Regions from separate parts of the Sus scrofa genome. Here region 1 is linked to region 2. A link is a contact called in public Hi-C data. All regions are on one chromosome and are shown on one strand. Each heading gives the region's core, a stretch centred on a gene start, on an enhancer-like site or on the middle of the called end of the contact. The rest is flanking DNA. Distances are from core to core; before and after follow the strand shown.

Region 1 (5,876 bases), core at 1,507-4,006, 250 kb before region 2:
CCTATCGTAAACAAAGTCTGTGGGGAATGCGCATTTCCTATAATAAAACAAGGCCTGTGGAGGTGTTACTCCCTGGAGCCCTTAAGCCGCAAATGTTAATCAATATCCATGGAGCCCAGGTTCCTACACTGCCTACCTGAGTTAATATTCTGTCTCACTAAGGCCATTTTTTAAAGGGCTCATCTTGACAGACCAACTGTTGACTGGCCTTAGAGATACATTAGGCGTTCCCATTGTGGCGTAGCGGAAACAAAACCGACTGGGAACCATGAGGTTGCCGGTTCAATCCCTGGCCTTGTTCAGTGGGTTAAGAATCCAGCGTTGCTGTGGCTGTGGTGTAGGCTGACAGCTGTATCTACGATTATACCCCTAGCCTGGGAACCTCCATATGCCACAGGTACGGCCCTCAAAAGACAAAAGACAAAAAAAAAAAAAAAAAAAAAAAGAGAGATGCATTAAATCCTTGAACATCTTTGAAAATCTACACTCAACAGAGTGCTTCACTGCCAGGCAGGATGACTAAGTCGGAGGCCCCATCATAACAGAGTCCATGGAGATGCGAGGCTCCAGGGTCTGAACAAGACACGCCCGCCTTTCTCATTTTGTTTGGAGAGAACGCTGTTTCCATGGTGATTAAGATTTTTCACCCCATCAGGAACAAGGAACTAGGGCAGAATGTGTAAAACACCATTTTCTGTGTCTCCTTGGACACCAACAAGGAGAGATGTTGCCAAGATGGGTATGGTGAGAAACAGGAGGGCACGGTGAGATGTGATGAAAAAAAAAATACATGAAATAATAGAGGGCCCGTGGTGCAAACTGCCCCTTCTGTATCACAGTGCAGCAGTCCAGTTCCATCACAAAAGCAAAAATCATTCATGGAAAGGAAACCTTTCTCCTGGGCATTGTGGGTGCAGCTCGGTCTTTCACAGCCCAGTACAGTAGCCACTGGCCATAGGTAACTGTTGAACTTGAAATTAATTTAACTTAAAAAATGTTAGTGCTCTAATGGCCACATTTCAAATGCTAATAACCACATTGGGCCAATGCAGATGTAAGACTACAAGATGTGACCTCATTGCTCCAGTGTGTTCTAATCCAGCATGCTCGGACCTGTAGTTCAGTGGGTAGCCATGCTTGAGCGAAAAGCAAGCCTTAAAAAGGTATGTGCGTGAGGGGAAAAGCATCCACTACACACAGAGGGGAGCAGCCTGCCAGGCTCCAGCATAAGCACAACACAGCCCGGGAGGAGGCAGATCTGGAAACTTCTCCTTCCAAAATCCATCGCTCCTTTCCCTCTGCCTGAGGGTCCAACTGGGAGCAGGGAGCTGAGGAGCAATTCCTCACATGAATGAAGTGGGGAGGGAGGGCTGTCCCAGCACTCAAGGCCTCAGAAGCCAGGAGCGCCAACGTGATTAAATAATTGAACTGTCTCACCTTGCCCAGTCAAGCTGGATTCCAAAGAGCGTAATTAATCTTCATAGTGCCTGTTATTCCCTGCCCTGTGATTCTTCTGCTCCTGCTCAAAGTTGTTTCCCAACTGCCTGCTTCCTGCACCAGAAAAAAGGGGAGGAGGAAGGAAAGAGAAAGACTGCCTCACGGAAGGGCATCAATGGAAAGTTACCTTCCAACCTCGTCTTGATGAATCACCCCCGCCCTGCCAACCAATGGTAGAATCCACAGTGTAAGTGCTGTAATTTTATAAGCAAATTTCAGAGAAACAAAGATGGCTGGGGGTTTATGGTTATTCTGGGAGGATGACTTTTAGAACTTTTCCTTCAAGAAATCTTGCACCGTTGTAATTCACAAGCCCAGAAAGTATGCAAAGACTGGAACAAGGAAGGAAGCCAAGGCCGGTGCCCAGCCTGGCCTCAGTCTCCAAGAGAATCATTGCTCGAAAGCAAAGCCAGAAAGTGGGAAGGGCCATCATGGCACAGGCGTTTAAATTCATTCATTCCTTCAGCAAATTTACTGAGTGTCTTCCACACCAGGCACGTTCTAAGAACTTAGGATATACCATCAACAAATAGACACAATTCCTGGACTGGTGGAACTGATATTCCTAAAGCCGAAGATTGGATCTGTTTTTAATTCACTCGCATTTGATCCAGTAATAGTAAGAGTCATTATAAAAATGCAAAATTTGAGCATCTATTTATTTCACATCATTCCCTATAAAGTGATGGCTTGACTCCTGTAAAAGTATGTTTGTGTGGTTGCATAAAGGTGACTGCGATCCCCAGGAGCTTCTCAGACCCTTGCAAATTGTGAGCCTGATTTCACATCAAGAAGGAGAAGGGAAGGAGCTTTCCAGTCAGCTCATCTACCAGCACCTCAAAATGACCAGCGATGCCAAGGCACGCCAGCTGCCAGGTCTGCCTCTTCCTGGAGGGAAGTAGGTAGGGGAGTAGCTGCTTGGCAACAAGACAAGGACAGTGATATAAGATGGGAGAGCCAAAGGAAAAGTGAGAAAAGGGAAAAATAATCTCACTGCATTATCCACAACCCCTAAGTGTGTATTAATGGACCGATAAAGTATGCCCTGGAGAGTCTTAATACTACAATATTAAACTCTGTACACCCGGAAAAGCAAAGATGGCACATTATAACAAAGAGAGTTTGGGTTCTGTGTTGTTGGTTTTCTGGTTCTTGCTAATGTTCTGGTTTTTAGCTTTGCTAGCTTGGATATATTTTCCTTTAAAGGGCTGCTTGCCACAGAGACTATTTTCCAACCAAAGTGCAATGCTGCCCCCTCGTGATAGAACGGTGTAAGAGCACCTATAGAAATCAAGCATCTCTGCAACTCTACATCTCTACAGTTCTGCCTAGATTTCATTTTGCTATCATTTCATCCTCCAAAAATGCAAATATTTCATCCTTAAAGAGCCTCTGCACAGAGATATTTTCTGTCTCAGCCTAGTTCACACAAGTAATCAACACAGCGTTTTATTCTCAAATATGAACTGTGTGCTGATTACAAAACAAGCAGTGGTGGGGAGTGGATTTCTCCCCCTTTTTGCCTATAAATTAAGCGATCTCCCCAGAGAAAGCTCAGAAATCAGGCCTATTTCATATAACCTTTAGAATCCTGATTGGAATTCTCACTGGAAAGACATTTACTGAGAACTCAAGCTCAAGGAAATCAATGCCTGGGTCTGACAGACATTCAGCTTCCAGACAAATGTATTTGATTTCAGATCATCCTTCAATCTTTGTAGCGGGAATAAACCTGAGACTGAAAAGTGAAAATAACATTGCAGGTGATACACTGCGCTACCAGGAGCTGCCTTCCTGCATTGTATTAAAACACAATTGTTATCTGAGAGGAAATTATATTATATGAAAACACGCGAGGAGGGGTTGAGTGGAGAATTCCCCCCTTCCATGATCAGCCAAGGTCAAGTGTTATATGATCCCTATTTTCCTCGAACCATGGCTCCAACCACCTGCATCAGAATAATTTTGGAGTTTGTTAAAAATGCCCAGTCAAGATCTATTAAATCTGGAAATCTTGGTGTAGCATCTAGAAGTCTGCGCTTTACCAAGCTTTTTGGTAAAATGTGTGGACTAAACTTGGAGAACCATTGAGTTAACTTTAATACAAATTTTTAATTTCCATTGAGAAGATTTTCCTATTCAACTCACAAATACTATAAAGCTATAGAATAACAAAAATATCTATTTATCAATTAACAAATTTCCTTGATTTTCTACAAAATTGAAGGATATCACTGGACCGTGGAAGGAACTCTCCAACCAGTAAACAGTCATAATGGTCAACTGAAATCGTAAATATCATTTGGTTGTTGCTGGTGATCATTTCTAACTGTACTTCTTACCCCAAAGCCATTCTTTCAAAAAGCCCCATCAGTAAGTAGCATGAAATGATTCATTAAGCAGAAACATTTACTCAATCAGAAGGTAAGACAGCCTTGAGGGTACCACACAGCTCTCTGCTCTCATAGAGAAAGACCTGATAACCAAACAAAAGAAGAAGAAAAAGGAAACAGAAAAAGAAAAAAAAAAAAAAAGCCAAGCAACTAGCACTCCCCTAAACTTCATGGCTGCCCCTGGTGCTCCCTCCCACTTCCCACTCTGCTCCCTGAGCCCCACTTCTCAGCCTCTCTCTGTCATCACTTTGTGGCCACTTATCATTGTCATCAGGCCCAGGTCTAGGCCTAGATGAGGAGCGAGTCCTGCAAGCCAGGTGCCAGCCCAGTCAGACCATCTCCATGCAGGCTGCAGCACTCCAGTGGGTACCAGTTCCAACACGTTGTATTTCATTGTTCCCCTTGATTCCCTGATGAGCCACAGGAGGGGACATCAAGAGATTGATAAGGGCTGCATCTTTGCTCAAGGAACCAGCATGAGCTTAAAAGAGGGTCTACCCCCTCACCCAGCTGTCAGCCACCAGCACAAAGAGCCAGATCCTCCACGTTTCATAGCCATTTTCTGGGGAGAGTCCCACCAGGCTGGGCTCACCAGAGAGGCCAACCATGAAAAGGAGTCTCCTTCTCACTCACACCACTGGGAGAGCAGACTGATGGAAAAATCTTGAAAGGGCCCAACGGTCAAGCCGATGGCCAAGAGAGACAGCCAAGGGGGAAGGTCTGAAAGCATGAATGACTTTAAGAAAAGAGCCTTTTGGAGGATGTGAAGAAAAGGAAACCCTTGTACACTGTTGGTGGGAATGTACATCTTGCAGCCACTATGGAAAACAGTATGAAGGTTTCTCAAAAGACTAAAAGTAGAATTGCATATGACCCAGAAATTCTACTCCTGGGCATATATCCTTGAAAAAACAAAAACACTACTCTGACAAGATACATGCACCCCAATGGTCCTAGCAGCATGATTTACAATTGTGAAGGTACTGAAGCAACTTAAGCATCTATCCATCAACAAATGAATGGATAAAGAAGATGTGGTATGTGTATATATATACGACATGAAGGAACTTGGAAGGCGTTGTGCTTAGTGAAATAAGTCAGACAAGGAAAGACAAATACTAATGATACGACTTACATGTGGACTCCACAAAATACAGCAAACTAGTGAATAAAACAAAACAGAAGCAGCCTCACAAATAAAGAGAACAAGTAAGTGGTTGCCAACGGGGAGAGGGAGCAGGAGGGGTAAGAGTGGGATGCAGGGAGAGAAACAGGTTATTATGGGGTTATATGAAATCACATGTATGAAACTTGTGAAAATTGCAAAGCACTATAGAATTTAAAGAATTTTTCGTGCAATAAAAAAGAAAAAAAGAAAAGAGCTTTTTGGTTTATTCTGAGGAGGGATCCTGGAGCCATGTCAGGTCTGTTTGTTCTGGGGAGAGAGATCGAATATTATGGAGCATCCTTTAACTTAATATAGAATTTCAATACATCTGCTGAAGTGGTTTCTAAGTCACTACCGCCCACTGACAGCAAGAGAGGCCCAGGACAAGAATTTACCTCAGAGGTTGGCTGTTAGTGTTTATGTCTGGCTGCAAAGAGAAGCAAATTGCAAATTTAATGATAAAACAGTTTAGAAGAGAGAGAGTTTAAAAAAAAAAAAAGAATTACGATAAATATATATGAATCCAAGTATTCTCCCAGAGGTAGGATTTGAATTTTCCTAAATCAGCTAATGTCTTTGTCAATTCTCCATTTGTATCTGGCCTCTGTCACATCCTACAATCCATACTGCTTTATATCTCCCCTTAATTGCTCCATGTGGGTAACTTGCATTTAAAACTAGTTCTCTTTGCCACTTGACCTTTAAAAGAAGATTAGAAAGTAAATTTTTCATCCTTCAAAACTACTATACTTCCATACACATGAAATAAATCACAAAGAACACAGTCAAACAGAAATGCCATTAATGTTTTTGCCATT
Region 2 (5,886 bases), core at 517-3,016:
CCAACGCCCTCCAGCCCATTCTGAATTGAGGTAATAAGCCAGACCTGTTTTAAGTAAGCTTGCTGATTACTGCCCTTCATCTTGAGGTCACTCAAAGTCAAAAGAACCAGTGCAAGTGGGAGGGAGCTTTCTCCCCAAGAAAAATATCCCCTGACTCTGGATTTGAAGGGAAGTATCAGTGTGTACTAGCATAGCCCCTGCTTTCCAAGGGCAAACATTTCTGCCAACCAGAATTTCAGGAATCTATGCTGTAACTTCTACATAAATGAATAAATAAATAAGGCTCAAAGCAAAAAATGAAACAGAAACTCCCAAAAATGAATGGGAGATTTTATTCTAAAACCCAAAAATTTTAAATGTGATTGCTGGAGTTCTCATGTGGTTCAGCAGATTACATATCCAGCGATGTCACTGCCTCCTCTGTCCAGAAATAAAGCAACATAACTCCTCTCCAAATAACTCATTAGAGATTTATGTCTGAATGTGAAGGGACCTATTACCATATATCGCAAAAAAAAGATCTAAATAAAATTAGATATTTCATCAAATTATTCCTGAGCTCAAACTAAATAGGACCTTCAAGAAAGACTCACATCCTGATATATTCTCTTCCAACACTAATATTTGCAGACTCAGCATCCTGAAGGGGGAGGGCAGAAGAGGCACCAGAGGTAGTGGGGGAGGGGATCAGGGAGGGACCCTACCAGCAGGTTTGCATGCACCAAAGCATCAGGACAATTAGTCTGTAAGATACAGTACATTTTAATAGTTAAGAGCATGAAATTTGAAGTGTCTCTGACCTTCTAACCTGGGTCCCAGCGATGGCTTTGCCAGGTAATCCACTGTGTGACTTGAACATGTCTCATAAGTTGACTAAGCTTCAGTTACCTTGTTTGTAAAATAAATTGATGCTTCTTCCTTCATGATATTAAATATGAGTGTTCATACATGTCACATATGTAAGTAGCACAGTTAAGGATGCAAGAAACATGCAATGTGTACAAGGACCTTTAGCTTCCTATTTTCGTTCCCATATTTCCATTCCAAACACCAGTCAAGGAGTTCCCACTGTGGCTCAGAGGTTAAGAACCTGACATAGTCTTCATGAGGATGTGGGTTCGATCCCTGGCCTCACTCAGCGGGCTAAGGATCTGGCATTGCTGAAGGTCCCAGATGCGGCTCAGATCCCATGTAAGCCTCAGCTGTAGCTATGAGTCAAACCCTAGCCTGGGAACTTCCATATGCCGCAGGTGCAGCCATAAATTAAAAAAAAAAAAAAGTCAAGAAAGGGATTATCTTATTTTTAAGCTTCCTAAATCCTGCCTGCCTTCATTTATCCAGCAAACATTTATTGAATCCTTACTACATTCCAAGTACTATGCTAAGCTCTAGCTATTCAAATATGAAAAAGAGTCTTCACCCTCTAGGAAGAGAACACATACATTAATTATCTATATAATAAAATTTAGCCTCTTTCTGTCTCTTTGCAATGTTATACAATAATCAGTCTCGAGGCTGCAAAGAACAAAGAGCTTTGTTTGGGGTCTTAAGAATTGCAATTTGGCAGACACAGATTTGGGTAAAATTGAAAGAGTTCTCAGAGAAGAGAAAGAGTCTGGCGCTTATAAAGGCAAAAATCATGAGGCTGTATGCTGACACAAGAAAAGCAATATTTGTCCTTAAGGGATGGCTGTCATGAGTTGTTTTAGGGGAAAGGTCTGATGAGTATCTTGGGTTTTGGGCATTGAAAGGTCAGATTCCACCCAGGCTGAGATTTGCCTGAGTCACACTTCCTCACTGGCCTCCCTGCTACGTTTTAGAGAGCTCTCTTAGTAGTACCAACTCCGTTTTGGTTTTCCTCTCACAATTACTGGCACCCAAACAGTTGATGTCATATATGACAAGGTGACAAAGATAGAATCCACTGCAGGGGTGGGAATTTAGAAGCAGGAAGTGAGGCAGGCTGGGGGCTGGGACACTCTGCCACAGTGGCTGCAGTGCTAGTACCTAGACAAACATCTCCTGGAGCAATAAAATACAAAGAAACCACAAGGGACTAAAAATAACTGTGTATGCTCAGTTGGAGCAAAATTATGGACAACAAAATACAAAAAAAAAAAAAAAAAAAAAAAAAAAAAAGCCAACCACCCCTTCTGAAGAGCCAATAGCAAAAGCAAGGCACAACCCCTGCCCCCCGCACACATCACCACCAAAGGGTTGGGAAGACCATCTAAGCCACCCCCCTGGCCCAACCCTTGGATCTACTCCTACCTCACCCCATGTAAGGAACCAGTTTATTTCCCCTCAGAAAGCAAGCAAGCTAGGGAAACTTGATTGTTTTCACTGCCCCCCTGAAGCCTAGGAGAGCCTTGCCTGAATCTCCTGCCTGGCCTCTTAACAATTTCTATTGATTAAGGAAGGGCGAGAACCCGGTTGGTAGCGGATTGAACAACACTTTTTTTTTTTTTTTTTTTGCATATAATGTAATATACCACATCATTCATTCAGAGTTAGAATGCTAAGTGTGAATTTATAAATCTCTGTATTTTGAATGTTGCCATTATTTTATGAAGAGTACTGAAGCCCCAAAATGTTCATAAATATTTTTTGCAATCGTCCATTTTAATTGTCCCGTTTTTCCACCTGCGTGTTCACACAAGAAATCACACTAGGGAGAAAAAGTGTCATCTTGAATATAAATAAACTTAGATCCTCACCTGCAACAGCTATGAAAATTTGAGAATTTTTAGAATCTAAAAGTCTTATTCTCTGTTGTGTCCCCAGTTCCTAGTCCAAAATCTGGCATAAAACATGTGGGGGATACGTCTTTTCTGAGGAAAGAAGATACAGCAAGAAGATGATCAAGGCTCTTTCAGGAAGTATCCATACGCATGCGCATTCAGCCAAGGCGAGACAATCAGGTCCCCTCTGAGCATCTAGAGAGCGGAGACACCCTCCGAGAAGCTGAAGCCCAGTGCAAGGAGACCCCGGGGGAGGAGCCCCAAGGACACACCTGGCAGCACCTGGACAGACACTACTCATGCCACAGGGAGAAAATTCAAATAGAATTTCAAATGAACACCAACTCAATTATTGTGACTTTAGTATGTGTTCATGATGCAAAGGTCATCTCAAGGGTCAAGCCCTAAAATAGAAAGAAAAAAAAAAAAAAAAGTTGAAAGGATAGACTTCTCCAATGATAAGGTCAGAGTCCTTATCCAGAACTCAGACGTTTAAAAAATAGAAACAGAAGTGTTCCCACTGTGGCGCAGGGGATTAAGGATCCATCGTTGTCGCTGCAGTGGCTCCGGTTGCCACTATGGGGTGGGTTCGATCGGTGGCCCAGAACTTCCACATGCCAGTGGTCCAGGCAAAAATAAATAAATAAATAAGTAATGAAAAATAGCAACGGAGCCTAAGAGTACATTTTTCAAAAGTGCAGGCAAGAGAGAGCAGTAATTAGCCCTGGGATAAAGAGATCCCCTCAGGTTGCCTCTGCTTGCCACCACATGTTTGCAACGTGCAAGTGTATTCTCTCTATTACCAGCAAAGCAGGCACTCAGATTTGCACTCACTGATTTTTCATTTTTAATGGGCACACCCTCGTCAGATGTAAGTTCTGGGGCCAGGGATTGAATCCAGGCCCAGCTGCAACCTATGCCACAGCTGTGGCAACACCAGATCCCTGCCTCTGCAGCAATCCTAGTCGCTGCAGTAATCCTAGTCGCTGCAGTTGGATTCTTAACCCACAGCACCACAGCGGGAACTCCTGTACTCACTGATTTTATTTATTTTTTTAATCAAATTGCTTCCTACAGGGGCCTCCTCTGTTAATACTGATTTCTATGCATTCCAGCTAACAGTATGAAAAACATGGTATGTAAAGAAGCTTTGTTATGAAGCTGGAAATTATTATAACTGAATTAATTATTATAATTTTAGAAAATCACTACAATTGAAATATTTATTTCTAATCTTTCCATTAAACTTTAACAATGATTAATAACTCTGTTGATAATGCCAGGTAATACAGTTAATTACCAAAAAAAAAAAAAAAAGCAACACAGTGGTTGAGCTATGGGGAGGCTGTTATGGAAGAAGCAAAGAGAATAGCAAAGGCAGTTTGAGGCCTGGAGCAGGGGTTGGGGGAGGAAGAAAGCCTGGGTCCTTGGAAGACTCCGTAGAGGCCAGAAAACTTCCCCTCCTCCCACTACAGCTCCACCTTCTTTTCCGCTGGTATCTGGATACACTCGTGTATGACCATTTTGAAAGGAAAGAATAAATCTGGACCCTGAATACATCCAAAGCCAAGGAAGGGACTTTGTAATTGAGACCCTCCAAACGCTTCTGTTCTATTGTCACATGGAAGCAAACGGATGATGATCGAATAATCAAATTTGCAAGGTATTTTTCTATTGTGAAACATTTCAAAATGTTTTCAAAGCAAAACAAGAAAAAAGGAAGCAAGGGAAAGGAAGGAGGAGATAATGGAGCCCCCCAGCAGAAAGGAGCTGTAAATGTTTCTTTATACAAAGAAATCTTCTTCCCATAAATGTCTCTGTCCACTCTGATAAGAATTTACAGAGAGCCTATCAGCATAAACCCAAGCACTTTTCATAATTTTTATCAGCGAAATGGATGTTGCTAAGCACGGGTAAGTGCCTTGAAATTTTCTGAGCCGTGATGCTAAGTGCACAAAGGTGTCATTACATCCCCCGCCTTCTCCCTGATCCAGAAGGAACTCTCAGGGGAATCGTGAATGTGGGGAGCGGATTAGAATGATGTGAGGTCAAGGAAAATGGTGGGCGAATGTTGGTAAGATTCGTCTACAAATGAGACCTCTGTCATGTTTTCAAAAATACGGTTCACTCAAGCAAGCAGCAGCAGAAGAATGTTTGATGAAGTTGAAGAGAGTGAAGTAATACGACTGTCTGACAAAGGCCTGAGCTTTCTCCCGCACCTTCTGTAGGGATCTATTAAAGAAACAGGAAATGGAAAAAGAAGCACAGAGTGTGATGAATGTCAGTTACCATTACCTTTTATGAAGCTCTGCTGAAAGGCCTGGGGTATAGACTAGCAGGTAGCAAGGTAAATCCATAAATAAACAATCACCTGCATTCCAGGGTTATTTGCTTCAGCCCTCCTTGTGAACTCATTGAGCCTGGGTGAGGTTACAAGAGAGATTCTCGATGGAGTATAATACGAACTTGTCACTGTGCCAATAGGCTGAACAAAACAAAAAAGATTTGTGGCTTCTGTCTGGGACATCTGATGGATTAGGGTTTTCACTTGTTGGTAGGGAAAAAGGAATACTCAAATCCCCCTGGCCTCAGTGTTTGTTTCTCGGCACTTTTATGGATGGTTTCCTTCTGATTTGGGAAGTCGGTGAGACTAGGAGCCTCTGCAGGCAAGTGATGGGAATATGAGAGGCCACACATGGCCTTGCTTATAATAAGCCATGCTGATCTATATGTCACCAGGGGAGACTGGTAACAAAACAGACTTTCAAACAAGTGATAATAGTGCCTTTAGTTTGCATGGTGTCTTTTTTTTTTTTCTGGATGCTTCTTCGAGCACTTTAAAAACTTGTATAAAGGGTCCCTTACCAGTCATTGGAGTGCAGTTGTATCCAGGGCAGAATAAAGACAGCAGCTCTGCCAGAAACCGAGTATGTCTTCAGGACAAAAGATTGTTTTGTCAGTGAGCTTATGAAATTCTTTAATTTTTTTTGTTCTCAGGGCATTTCTGTGGGCTCTTGAGTAAGGGGCTCAGGACCATTCCTTTGGGAGCACACTGGGGCCCTGACCTGCTCCCAAATCCTTCACTGCCCCCTAGAGACATTGTTCAAATGAGTGAGAATGGGAATCCCCTGGTGGCCTAGCAGTT

What was found. Hi-C and Micro-C count contacts between places; a contact is called where the count stands out from the background.
Region 1: a Hi-C map of alveolar macrophages shows a contact between it and region 2, with 2.2 times the contacts expected there. The contact joins two enhancer-like sites. A contact is called at or near these places in 4 of 47 Hi-C or Micro-C datasets (alveolar macrophages, embryonic fibroblasts, epiblast stem cells and 1 more).

What each region holds. Positions count from the first base shown.
Region 1 is chr8:88,225,226-88,231,101 of Sscrofa11.1, reverse strand. All of the region lies in intron 5 of LOC110262153 (a long non-coding RNA gene), which reads right to left. Among named protein-coding and RNA genes, the nearest start is that of NOCT, 320 kb to the right of the region's middle. Within about 2 kb of position 2,756, at least 8 of the 83 cell types and tissues checked have an H3K27ac peak or open chromatin away from gene starts, as enhancers often do. A contact at or near this core is called in alveolar macrophages, where this site is marked.
Region 2 is chr8:87,969,426-87,975,311 of Sscrofa11.1, reverse strand. No RefSeq gene overlaps it. Among named protein-coding and RNA genes, the nearest start is that of NOCT, 63 kb to the right of the region's middle. Within about 2 kb of position 1,766, at least 15 of the 83 cell types and tissues checked have an H3K27ac peak or open chromatin away from gene starts, as enhancers often do. A contact at or near this core is called in alveolar macrophages, where this site is marked.